Linked DNA regions of Pan troglodytes: region 2 is linked to region 1. The links are chromatin contacts, called in public HiChIP or PLAC-seq maps. All regions are on one chromosome and are shown on one strand. Each heading gives the region's core, a stretch centred on a gene start, on an enhancer-like site or on the middle of the called end of the contact. The rest is flanking DNA. Distances are from core to core; before and after follow the strand shown. Region 1 holds the start of TANGO6 (transport and golgi organization 6 homolog). Region 2 holds the start of HAS3 (hyaluronan synthase 3).

Evidence for each region. HiChIP or PLAC-seq counts read pairs in DNA pulled down with a chosen protein or histone mark.
Region 2: a contact with region 1 is called in an H3K4me3 HiChIP or PLAC-seq map of stem cell-derived excitatory neurons, with 6 times the contacts expected there. The contact joins the promoter of HAS3 here to the promoter of TANGO6 in region 1. A contact is called at or near these places in 1 of 1 datasets of contacts at active chromatin or transcription factors (stem cell-derived excitatory neurons) and 1 of 1 other capture datasets (stem cell-derived neural stem cells).

What each region holds. Positions count from the first base shown.
Region 1 is chr18:66,881,661-66,886,866 of NHGRI_mPanTro3-v2.0_pri, forward strand. TANGO6 (transport and golgi organization 6 homolog) reads left to right here and starts at 2,269. Exons shown (of 18, transcript XM_511059.9): 1 at 2,269-2,463. The coding sequence starts at 2,367.
Region 2 is chr18:67,144,838-67,150,043 of NHGRI_mPanTro3-v2.0_pri, forward strand. HAS3 (hyaluronan synthase 3) reads left to right here and starts at 2,388. Exons shown (of 4, transcript XM_001168498.7): 1 at 2,388-2,522.

The DNA of each region.
Region 1 (5,206 bases), core at 1,019-3,518:
GAACCTGAATGTGCAGGGCTGTGGGTGCCCACATGTCTAAGTGCCCAGCCTTCATGGTGCAGGATGGAGATGCTGGTGAGAAGAAAAATGGGTCAGACCAGAGGTCTCCATTGTGGAGCTCTGAGACAGTCTGAGAATTTTGAATTCAAACTTGATAGAATTTTCAAGGTAGGAGGATAGAAAATATTTTATTTACCAGTCTCTTTGCTTGATTTCTAACACTGAAATATTTAGACTGGTGGCGTGAGGGCCTCTACTTGTATTTTTGCACCAAACCCCTCAAGCCTTTCCCACACAATGCTTTACCCCCCTCTCACTAAATGTTTAACATCTCAAAATACTCTTAAAATTTTTTATTTCCCAAATGAACCTGTGCCCATACACAATGGAGAAAACATTGTCTAATGACAAAACCTGGAAAGGAATACACAAAATAAAAAGAGCACAGTGGCAATTTTGTAGGTGATTTATTTCCCATTCAAAAATATTTTTAAGGCCAGAACCAGTGGCTCACGCCTGCAATTTCAGTATTTTGGAAGGTCGAAGTGGGCAAATTGCTTGAGCCCAGGAGTTTGAGACCAGCCTGGGTGACGTGGTGAAACGCCATCTCTACAAAAATTAGCCGGGTGTGGTGGCATGCATCTGTAGTCCCAGCTACTTGGGAGGCTGAGGCGGGAGGATCACTTGAGCAGGGGAGGCAGAAGTTGGAGTGAGCCAAGATCACACCACTGCACTTCAGCCCGGGTGACAGTGAGATTCTGTCTCACACACACACGCACAAGATTTTATTCGGAAGGCTGAGGCAGGAGGATCACTTGAGGCCAGGAGTTTGAGACAAGTCAGGGCAACATAGAGACTCCATCTCTAAAAAAAAATTTTTAGCGTTTTTCCCTCTCAGGTCCTGCATTCCAAAATGACAAAGAAAAGAAGAAACAAGAGTCATGCCAAAAAGGGTAATAGCTATGCGCAGCTTATTCTCGCCCAAGGACCGGATCATTAAGAAGTTTGTCCTTTGGGCTGGGCGCGGTGGCTCACGCCTGTAATCCCAGCACTTTGGGAGGCCCAGGTGGGCAGGTCACTTGAGGTGAGGAGCTCAAGACCAGCCTAGCCAAGAGGGCGAAACCTTGTCTCCACAAAAAATACAAAAATTAGCCGGGCATGCTGGGGCACTCCAGTAATCCCAGCTACTCGGGGGGCTGAGGCCAGATAATTGTTTCAGCCTGGGAGGCAGAGGTTGCAGTGAGCCGAGATCACGCCACTGAACTCCAGCCTAGGCGACAGAGCGAGACCCCATCTCAAAAAATAAAATAAAAATAAAGGTCCTGCCCTCAAAAACATTGTCCTGTGTCTGCAGCATGACTTTCAGACAACATGGTTTTTCAACGTCCCACCAGGATTTATGTAGGCGAAAACCTGTTTCCGATTATCTGAATCTCAAATCCATTCTGTTTTACATATAAAAACAGTTTGGCGGAGGGCATGGTTTTGATAGACACTGAATTTTCAAGGAATGCATCAACCATGAAAACAGAACAAAGATCGAACTTTTACTGGGAACTTTACTAAGTTCACTAAAAAAAAAAAAATCATATTACCCATAACAACATTTGTGGCTTTACATTCACGATGGATATATATGCGTGTGTACGTCTGTACTTAGGTTTTGTTTGTTTGTTTGTTTTGAGATGGAGTCTCGCTCTGTCGCCCAGGCTGGAGTGCAGTGGTGTGATCTCGGCTCACTGCAACCTCCGCCTCCCAGCTTCGAGCGATTCTCCTGCCTCAGCCTCCCGGGTAGCTGGGACTACAGGCGCCCGCCACCACGCCTGGCTAATTTTTGTATGTTTAGTAGAGACGGGGTTTCACCATATCGGACAGGTTGGTCTCAAATTCCTGACCTTGTGATCTGCCCGCCTCGGCCTCCCAGAGTGCTGCGATTACAGGTGTGAGCCACCGCGCCCAGCCTGAATATTGTTTTTCTTATCCATACTTCACTGTAAGCAGATGGAAGCATCTGTCTGCTTCATTATGTCTGCCAGTGTTGAGTACCTGAGTATTTTCATATTGAAATATAGATTTAATGATACATTACTTCTCTCTTCCTTCTTTACATAGCGGTTAATCATATTGAGCTTCTGAAATTGTGCGTGTGGGCAGATTAGCCATTTTTGGGTTCCCTCTTACCCCCCGGACTAAGCCGGGACGGAAAAAAAATGTGAAGGGGGCGTTCCCGATCGATTTGGCCCCGCCCCACCCTGCAGGCCCCGCCCCATAGTGTGCCCAGCGCTTTCTGCCACACTTAACATGGCGGCGGCGGCGCCCTGCCGAGGCGCCTGAGCGGGTCGCGAGCGTGGTGTTACACTCCAGTCATGGCGGCCCCAGGACAGGCCGTGGGCAGCGGGGCTCAGGAGACATGCGGTCTGGATCGGATTTTGGAGGCATTGAAGCTGCTGCTGAGCCCGGGAGGTGAGAGGACGCATCTCCGCGCCGGGCTGGACCCGGGACTCTCAGGGCCGCCCGGCTTCCGGGGCTGCCCTGCCTTCCGCAGCGTGCGCCCCTTAGGCCCGCCTCGGGACCCTCCGCCCGCTGCTGGGGGCTTTGAGCATTGTCTGTGCCCGTCCTCATTACGTTCTTGAGGAAACCGAGGCTCAAGGAGGGCGCGGGATCCCTTGACTGCTGATATTAGCCAACATCTCTTGAGCATTTGCCTTGTGCTGGGCTCTGTCAGGCGGGGCCGTTATTTCATTCAGTGCTTACTGCAGCGCTCTTGGGAAGGGGATATGGACCCAGCTCCAGAGAGGGTAGGGCGCCGGCGACGTAGAAATGTGAGGTCCTAGCCGCGTGAGGGCGCAGGGGCCAGCATGGACCCTTGAGATTTGTACGAAATGCCAAGAAGTCCAGACATCGGAAGCAGTGACGTTTGAAATGGGTTTGGGGAGAGTATTTAGGGGTTTCCAGGCGCTTTTAATCTTTGTGGTGCGTGGACAGTTTCTTCCCAGTCTAAAATCTGAAGGGACATTGGGAGTGGTTGAAGCTGCTACTCCTTTTGCGACTGAGGACACCCAAGGCTCACTGAAGAAATTAAGTAACCTGTCCAAGATCACGTGGTCAAATTAGGGGCAGAACACGGACCTAGGCCCGAGATCTACTGAACCCCCTTCTCAGAATCAGACAAATTGTTCAGTATAGGGGCTCTGATGTTATCTGGAGCTTTTGGAAAGGACGTGGAAGATAGAGCTCTACTTATCACTGGGGTGTATATTTGGGGGAAGGGATGGGAAGGGATCTGTAGAATTAGCAAGGGCACATGAAAGGCCAAAGGGGATCACCTCCCAGTCTCAGATTTTATACTCAAAACTGCGAAAACTTCTGCAAACATTACACCACACCAGCGGGAAGTGAACACAAGTTACTAATATTAGTAAATGAGTGCCTACTAAGTATCAGTCCCCATAGTAGGCTGTTTACATACACATCATTTAATCCTCATTACGATCCCCTGGGATCGGTACTACTTGTATTCAATTTTTACGGATGAAGGACCAAGGTTCAGGTACATTGGAAATTGCCTAATGTCAGACTAGTAAGTGGCAGAATTTGAATTTAGGTTATTTCCACTAAAAGTATGGTAAATATGCTACATTGTCTCAATTAAGAGTCAGACTGCAAAATAGAATTTTAAGTTGCTAATCGAGAGGTCACTTGTCTTGTAACGGCAACTCTTTTTTTTTTTTTTTTTTGAGATGAGGTCTCACTCTGTTGCCCAGGCTGGAGTGCAGTGGCACAATCTCGGCTCACTGCAACCTCTGCCTCCCAGGTTCAAGCGATTCTCCTGCTTCAGCCTCCTGAGTAGCTGGGATTACAGGTGCGCACCACCATGCCCAGCTAATTTTTGTCTTTTTAGTAGAGACGGAGTTTTGCCATGTTGGCCAGGCTGGTCTCGAACTCCTGACCTCAAGTGATCTGCCTGCCTTGGCCTCCCAAAGTGCTGGGATTACAGGCCTGAGCCACTACACCTGGCCTGCAACTCTCTATTGTATGACTGAGAACACGTTTAAATAAGCAAAAATCCTGAAAGTAATCATCTGTTATGAAACATGTATATTATGCTTCATTTATAGAAGACTCTCTAATCTCTATGAGTATGTGGTGGAGTACACATATATGTACTCGTTTAATTTACAGAAATTCAAGCATTCCTATTTGAAGAGGAATTAGTTCGTGAAATTATATTATTTTGTACATGTAGTCTTATATATTATATGAATCTGTCTACTATTTTATCATATTAGCTGCTTAGGGAATTTAAAAATATCTGTAGTGGCTGGGCGAGGTGGGCCATACCTGTAATCCCAGCACTTTGGGAGGCTGAGGCAGGATCCCAGGAGTTTGAGACCAGACTGGGTAACATAGTGATACTCTGTGTCTACAAAAAATTAAAAAATTGGCCAGGCATGGTACTACACGCCTGTGGTCCCAGCTACTGGGGAGGCTGAGATGGGAGGATTGCTTGAGCCTGAGAGGTCCAAGTCTAGGCTGTGGTGAACCACGATTACACTAGTGTGCTCCAGCCTTGGGTGACAGAGTAAGACCCTATTTTTTTTGTTGTTTTTTGTTTTTTTTTTTGAGACAGAGTTTCACTCCATCACCCAGGCTGGAGTGCAGTGGCATGATCTTGACTCGCCGGAACCCCCACCTCCCGGGTTCGAGCAATTCTCATGCCTCAGCCTCCCTTGTAGCTGGGACTATAGGCACCCACCACCATGCCTGGCTAATTTTTGTACTTTTATTATTTTTTGAGATGGAATTTCGCTCTTGTTGCCCAGGCTGGAGTGCAGTGGCGCAATCTCAGCTCACTGCAACCTCCACCTCCCAGGTTCAAGCGATTCTCCTACCTCAGCCTCCCGAGTAGCTGGGATTACAGGCATGCGCCACACGCCCGGCTAATTTTTTGTACTTTTAATAGAGACGGCGTTTCACCATGTTGGCCAGGCGAGTCTCGAACTCCTGACCTCAGGTGATCTGCCTGCCTTGACCTCCCAGAGTACTAGGATTAGGCTTACAGGCGCGAGCCACCGTGCCCAACCTCAAGAAGTCAGCTGGATTTTCATATCTGCTTCTCCAGTCTGTCATGATAGGTTGTTTTGACTGAAGTACATGAAGAAAACCTAGACTCACATAGATATGTAACTGGAAAAGGGAGGAGAGT
Region 2 (5,206 bases), core at 1,138-3,637, 260 kb after region 1:
GCAAATCTGGGAAGGAGGAAGGATCAGAGATATCCTCATCTGCAGCAACTCCAGGGGTCTGTGATGCCTCTGGGTGTGCAGGAGGTAGCCCAGGGCTCCGGGGTTCATAATGCAAAAGAGACAAGACATTTTTCTTTCTTTCTTTCTTTTGAGATGGAGTTGCCCTCTTGTTGCCTAGGCTGGAGGGCAGTGGCACGATCTCGGCTCACTGCAACCTCTGCTTCCTGGGTTCAAGTGATTCTCCTGCCTCAGCCTCCTGGGTAGCTGGGATTACAGGCGCCTGCCACCACACCCGGATAATTTTTTGTATTTTTAGTAGAGACGGGGTTTCACCATGTTGGCCAGGCTGGTCTCAAACTCCCGACCTCAGGTGATCCACCCGCCTCAGCCTCCCAAAGTGCTGGGATTACAGGTGTGAGCCACCACACCCGGCCAGGCAGTTTTCTTTTATTCAAACACTGATCCTTGAACTTGCTGTCACTGAGTGCTCTAGAGGGATGGCCATGTAGAACCCGTGGCATGGGCAAAGGATGCTGCTGTCTGGTTAACTAACACTTGCTGAGCGCTTACCCTCAGCCAAACTCTTCAAACTTCCTATCAGTCCGCCTAGCAATCCCATCTCTGGGATGAAGACACTGGGGCTTACTGGCAGACTCTAGAGCCCTCCCCTCCACCAACCTAAGGCTTCTCCATCTTTGTGTAAGTAGGAATGGCTCTGGTAGGGCCCCTCAGGCCATCTGAAGTTCAAAACACATTGGCAGCTGGGCTGGATAGCATGCCTATAGGACTAGCTCCTAGGGAGGCTGAGGCGGAAGGGCTTGCTGGAGTCCAGGAATTTGTTTTTGAGACAGGGTCTTGTTCTGTTACCCAGGCTGGAGTGTAGTGGTTCGATCATAGCTCACTGTTGCCTTGACCTCCTGGGCTCAAGCAATTCTCCTGCCCCAGCCTCCCTAGTAGCTGGGACTACAGGCGCACTCCACCATGCCTGGCTAATGTTTTTTTTTTTTTTTTCTTTTCTTTTTCTTTTTTTTTTTTATTTTTATTTTTTGAGATGGAGTCTCACTCTGTCGCCCAGGCTGGAGTACAGTGGCACAATCTTGGCCCACTGCAACCTCCGTCTCCTGGGTTTAAGCGATTCTTCCGCCTCAACCTTCCCAGTGGCTGGGACTACAGGCACGTGCCACCATGCCTGGCTAATTTTTGTATTTTTTAGTAGAGATAGGGTTTCACCATATTAGCCAGGCTGGTCTCTAACTTCTGACCTCGTGATCTGCCCACCTCGGCCTCCCAGAGCGTTGGGATTACAGGCGTGAGCCTCCACCCGGCCCTGGCTAATTTTTTAATTTTAATTTTTGTAGAGACGGGGGAAGTCTCGCTTTGTTGCCCAGGCTGGTCTTGAACTCCTGGCCTCAAGCGATCCTCCATCTTCAGCCTCCCAAAGTGCTGGGACTACAGGTGTGAGCCACTGTGCCTGGCCAATAATGTAAGATGGGATTGTGTGGAGTAGGTGTGCCTGGGGTCTTTGCTTGCCTGCGGGGACTGAGGTGTGAGGTCTGTGGCCCAAACTGAGCAATGGTGGGCAGGCAAGTCCCTGAGCCCCTAAAACTTCCGAGAGGAGAAGTTTTATAGACTGCAGCTCAGGTGCCTATAAATTTGTTGCAGCTTGGGAAGAAGTGATAGAAATTATATCAGGTGTATTTGGAAAACAGGTAAACTCTGTTTTTTGTGTTTTTTTTGTTTGTTTGTTTTGTTTTTTTTTGGAGACGGAGTCTCGCTCTGCTGCCCAAGCTGGAGTGCAGTGGTGCGATTTCAGCTCACTGCAACCTCCACCTGCGGGGTTCAAGCGATTCTCCTGCCTCAGCCTCCCGAGTAGCTGGGATTACGGGCATGGTGCCCGTAACGCCGAAAGTGCTGAGATTACAGGCTTGAGCCACGGCGCCCGGCCACTCATTTTTTAAAAACTAGTTATTAATTATAATTTCTCTTCAAGTTTTCCTGAGATGTAAAAACTCATCGCCTTCAGCTGGTTCTAAACTTCTTGTCTCTGCTAACAACTCTCCCCCCTCCTCGATCTCACCCCACCCCAGCGCACCCCAACTCACTTCATCTCACTTTACTCGAGTCTAGCACTATCTTTTAGGGACCTGAAAACTACTGTCGATAAGGTCAGTTGGGAATTTAGGAGATCATGGATGTCGGAAATAAAGGTGTGAAAAAGAAGAGGAGGAATTGTTTTGGCTTTAAGACACCGGAACCTCCAAGGTTCCTACAAAACCGTTTGCAGCTTTTGCAAACCGCCTTAAAGTCATCAGCGCCCCACTGCGGAATTCAAAGCTAAGCTGTCACAATTGTTAACACCTTCTTTGACCAGCCTTTTTACATTTGACAATTCTCTTCAGCGCCTCTTTCTTGCCAGCAGGAAGGTTTTGCTGCCTTGGCTTTCGGGAGCCCCCTAGACAGCGAACTGCCCCTTCGCGTGCAGAAGTCGGGGAAGAGTGCTCTCAGCTCGCCTTCCTTGCAGGGTGAGTAGGTTTTGCGGGTTAGAGAGCGGGGCGTGGGGGCGGGGAGGGAGAGTAACAATTTTGGAAGTCCCTGCGTGGTATCTGGAAAGTTAACGACGCTTCAGGTTCTAGGTTGAGCCCAGTGACCGTCTCGCCTTGGCAGCTGGTCCCAGGGCGATTGCAGAGCCGCGTGGCCTTCGGCCCCAATCGGGGGACCCAGCTTCGGAGAGGGCGCAGGGGCTGCGAGTCTTGCGAGCCGGAGCCGCGTCCACCCGGGACTAGGCGTCCCCGCCGAGCGCTGGCTTGTGGCGCTCCCTGGGACCGCGCGGGGTCGGGGGTGCGCCCTCGGGGGCCCTCCCACTCTGGTCAACTTTCCCGGCCCCAGGGCCGGGGGAGGCGCCTCTCCTGGCGGGCACGCGCCGGGTACTTAAGGGCGGCTCGGCAGGGCAGGCGGCAGTCGGAGCGCGCGGCGGCGCGGAGCGGAGCGGGAGGAGGGGCATGGAGCCGCCGCGGGCCTGCTGAGCTCCGGAGCGCGGCAGCCGGCGGCACGGTGAGCGCGGGCCGGCCGGCACCCAGGAGGGGCGGGCCGCGCGGGGCTGCGCCGAGGCCGGGGAGCGCCGGGCGGCAGGGGTGCCTCTCGCCGAGCCCCCCGCACCCGGCCAGCTCCCAGCCCTGCGGGCGCCGCGTCCGGCGCGGGGAGGCGGGTTGGGGGCGGCGGCAGCCCCGGGCTTCCCGGCGGCCGTTCCTGCAGCCCCCTCCCCACTGACCCCTCCTCCCTTTCTTCCTGCATCCTCTCCTCTTTCAGCCTCGCCTCCCTCCTCCCCGGCGGCTCCTGTTTTGTGAATGAATTAGGAGGCGGACGCCGGTGCGGGGCTCCAGGCTGGCTGGGGTACCCCTCCCCCGCACCTTCTACGACCTCCCGGGGGTTTGCACCTGTCCGGGCACCAAGGTACCAGGCGCCCACGTTCCTGCGGGTTAGCCGGGCCGCGGCAGCACGTGTCCGGGGGAGTGGGCTCCCCTCCCCTGGCCGGCCTGGAGGGGCCCGGAGGGCGGCCGGGCACAAGAGGAGGAGCCCCGCTGGGCGCACAAGTTTCCATGCCGCCGCGTGTGGCCCTGCCGCGGGGCGCACCTGTCAGCGGGAGAGACGCTGCACACCAGCAGCCCCTCAAAGTTTCGGAGGCTTGATGGAGAAGCGTGCGTCCTTGACTGGGGGTTCTCCTTCCGTAGTCCTGGGAGCCGGACTTGAGAGCGCCCCCAACCTTGTGCCCTTGAAAGCCGAGTGCGCGTTAGTTTGCCTGGGCTGGGCTCCCGTGGATGAGCGAAGGGCATGAGGAGGCGGCGGTCCAGGCTGTAGGATCACCCCACAGCCTCTGCCGGCTTGGGGTGACACAGCCCCCCGCCCCAGGTCTGGGCAGGAGAACCTCGACCACAGCCTGCACCAGCGCCTGATTGCACGTGGGGTATCTGGTTGAGGGACATTTTGGGGGCCTCTATTTGGGGGTGGGGGTAGTAACCTGGGTAATGCCTCTAATTCCTGCGGGGGAGGGGTCCCGCCCAGGGAAGGAGAGGGCCGGCGACACCGGGGATGCGCCTTTGTCTACAGGCACACTTTGCCAAGGTAGCTGGGATACCAGGAAGAGCAGGGCCTGGTCCGACTGGGATCCCTTGGGTTTTCCGTTCCTTCCCGGTTGGGTCGTGGGAAACCGGCACGTGGGTGTGGCCGGCGCCGCCTTTGCCAAGAGGCGAGGCTCGAGCGGGGATGAGAAGCGTAGCGAGTGCGTTCGCGGCTGCTTTGACCTGGTGGGCGCCGCCTCCGGCACTGCACCGAGGCGGGGCGCCAGCGCCCAGGTTGCTGGGCTGGCCTTGGCGCCCCCTTCCCCTACCTAGAGCGCAGGCAGGCAGGGGGGTCCCGCCGCGCCCCTTCAGCATGTAAGCTCCGGAGGGGAATGGGGGCGCTCCTAGGCTGCGGATGCAGGCCTGGGGACTCCTGGGCCGCAGGCGCGAGCAGTAGGGTGGCAACAGGGAGGGCTGGGAGTCCTGTGAAGGAAGCACACGGCGGGCTCCCCGGGACGGTGGGGCAGAGCGCCCGGAGGCCGCGCTTCCCGGAGAGGCTAGGCTGCCAGCAGCTCTTTTCGGGCCAACGCTGCTGGAAGGCTGCTAGTGCCGGAGTCTCAGGTCGATTTAGGCAGTGACTGCGTGTTCTTCGTCCCTTCTATGTGAGAGGCGTCCCGACAGGAAAGTGTGTTTGTTTTGGGGGCTCCGTTTCCTGAGACCTAAGAGTTGGAGCAAGCTTGGAAGCGAGGCATCATTGTCTGTAGACCTCAGTGAACATGGGGTTCTCTAGATCAGGCAGGTGGCAGAGAGGAGATAGTGTGGGTCAGAATGGGAAGGCCGGCAGCCATCCTTGTCACCTTTTCTTTCCCCTCCCTCACATCCCCCTCCCCACCTGCTCTGGAGGAAACCACAGTCACCCTCACCACTAGGGTAGCTCTTCGGGGCCGGAAGTGTTTCCATTTTTAGGGAAATGACTTACCTGAGACATGAGGCAGGAATCCATTAGAACTCCCATTGTGCTATGGGGAGACCAAGTCTCAGAGAACTGGGGCAAGGTCAGGCAGCCAGGAGGCAGAAGTGCTGTCTTAAACCCAATTCTCTAGTGCCAAGTCCTGGGCTGTTAAAAAATACAGCTGTTTCCAACAGGGGAG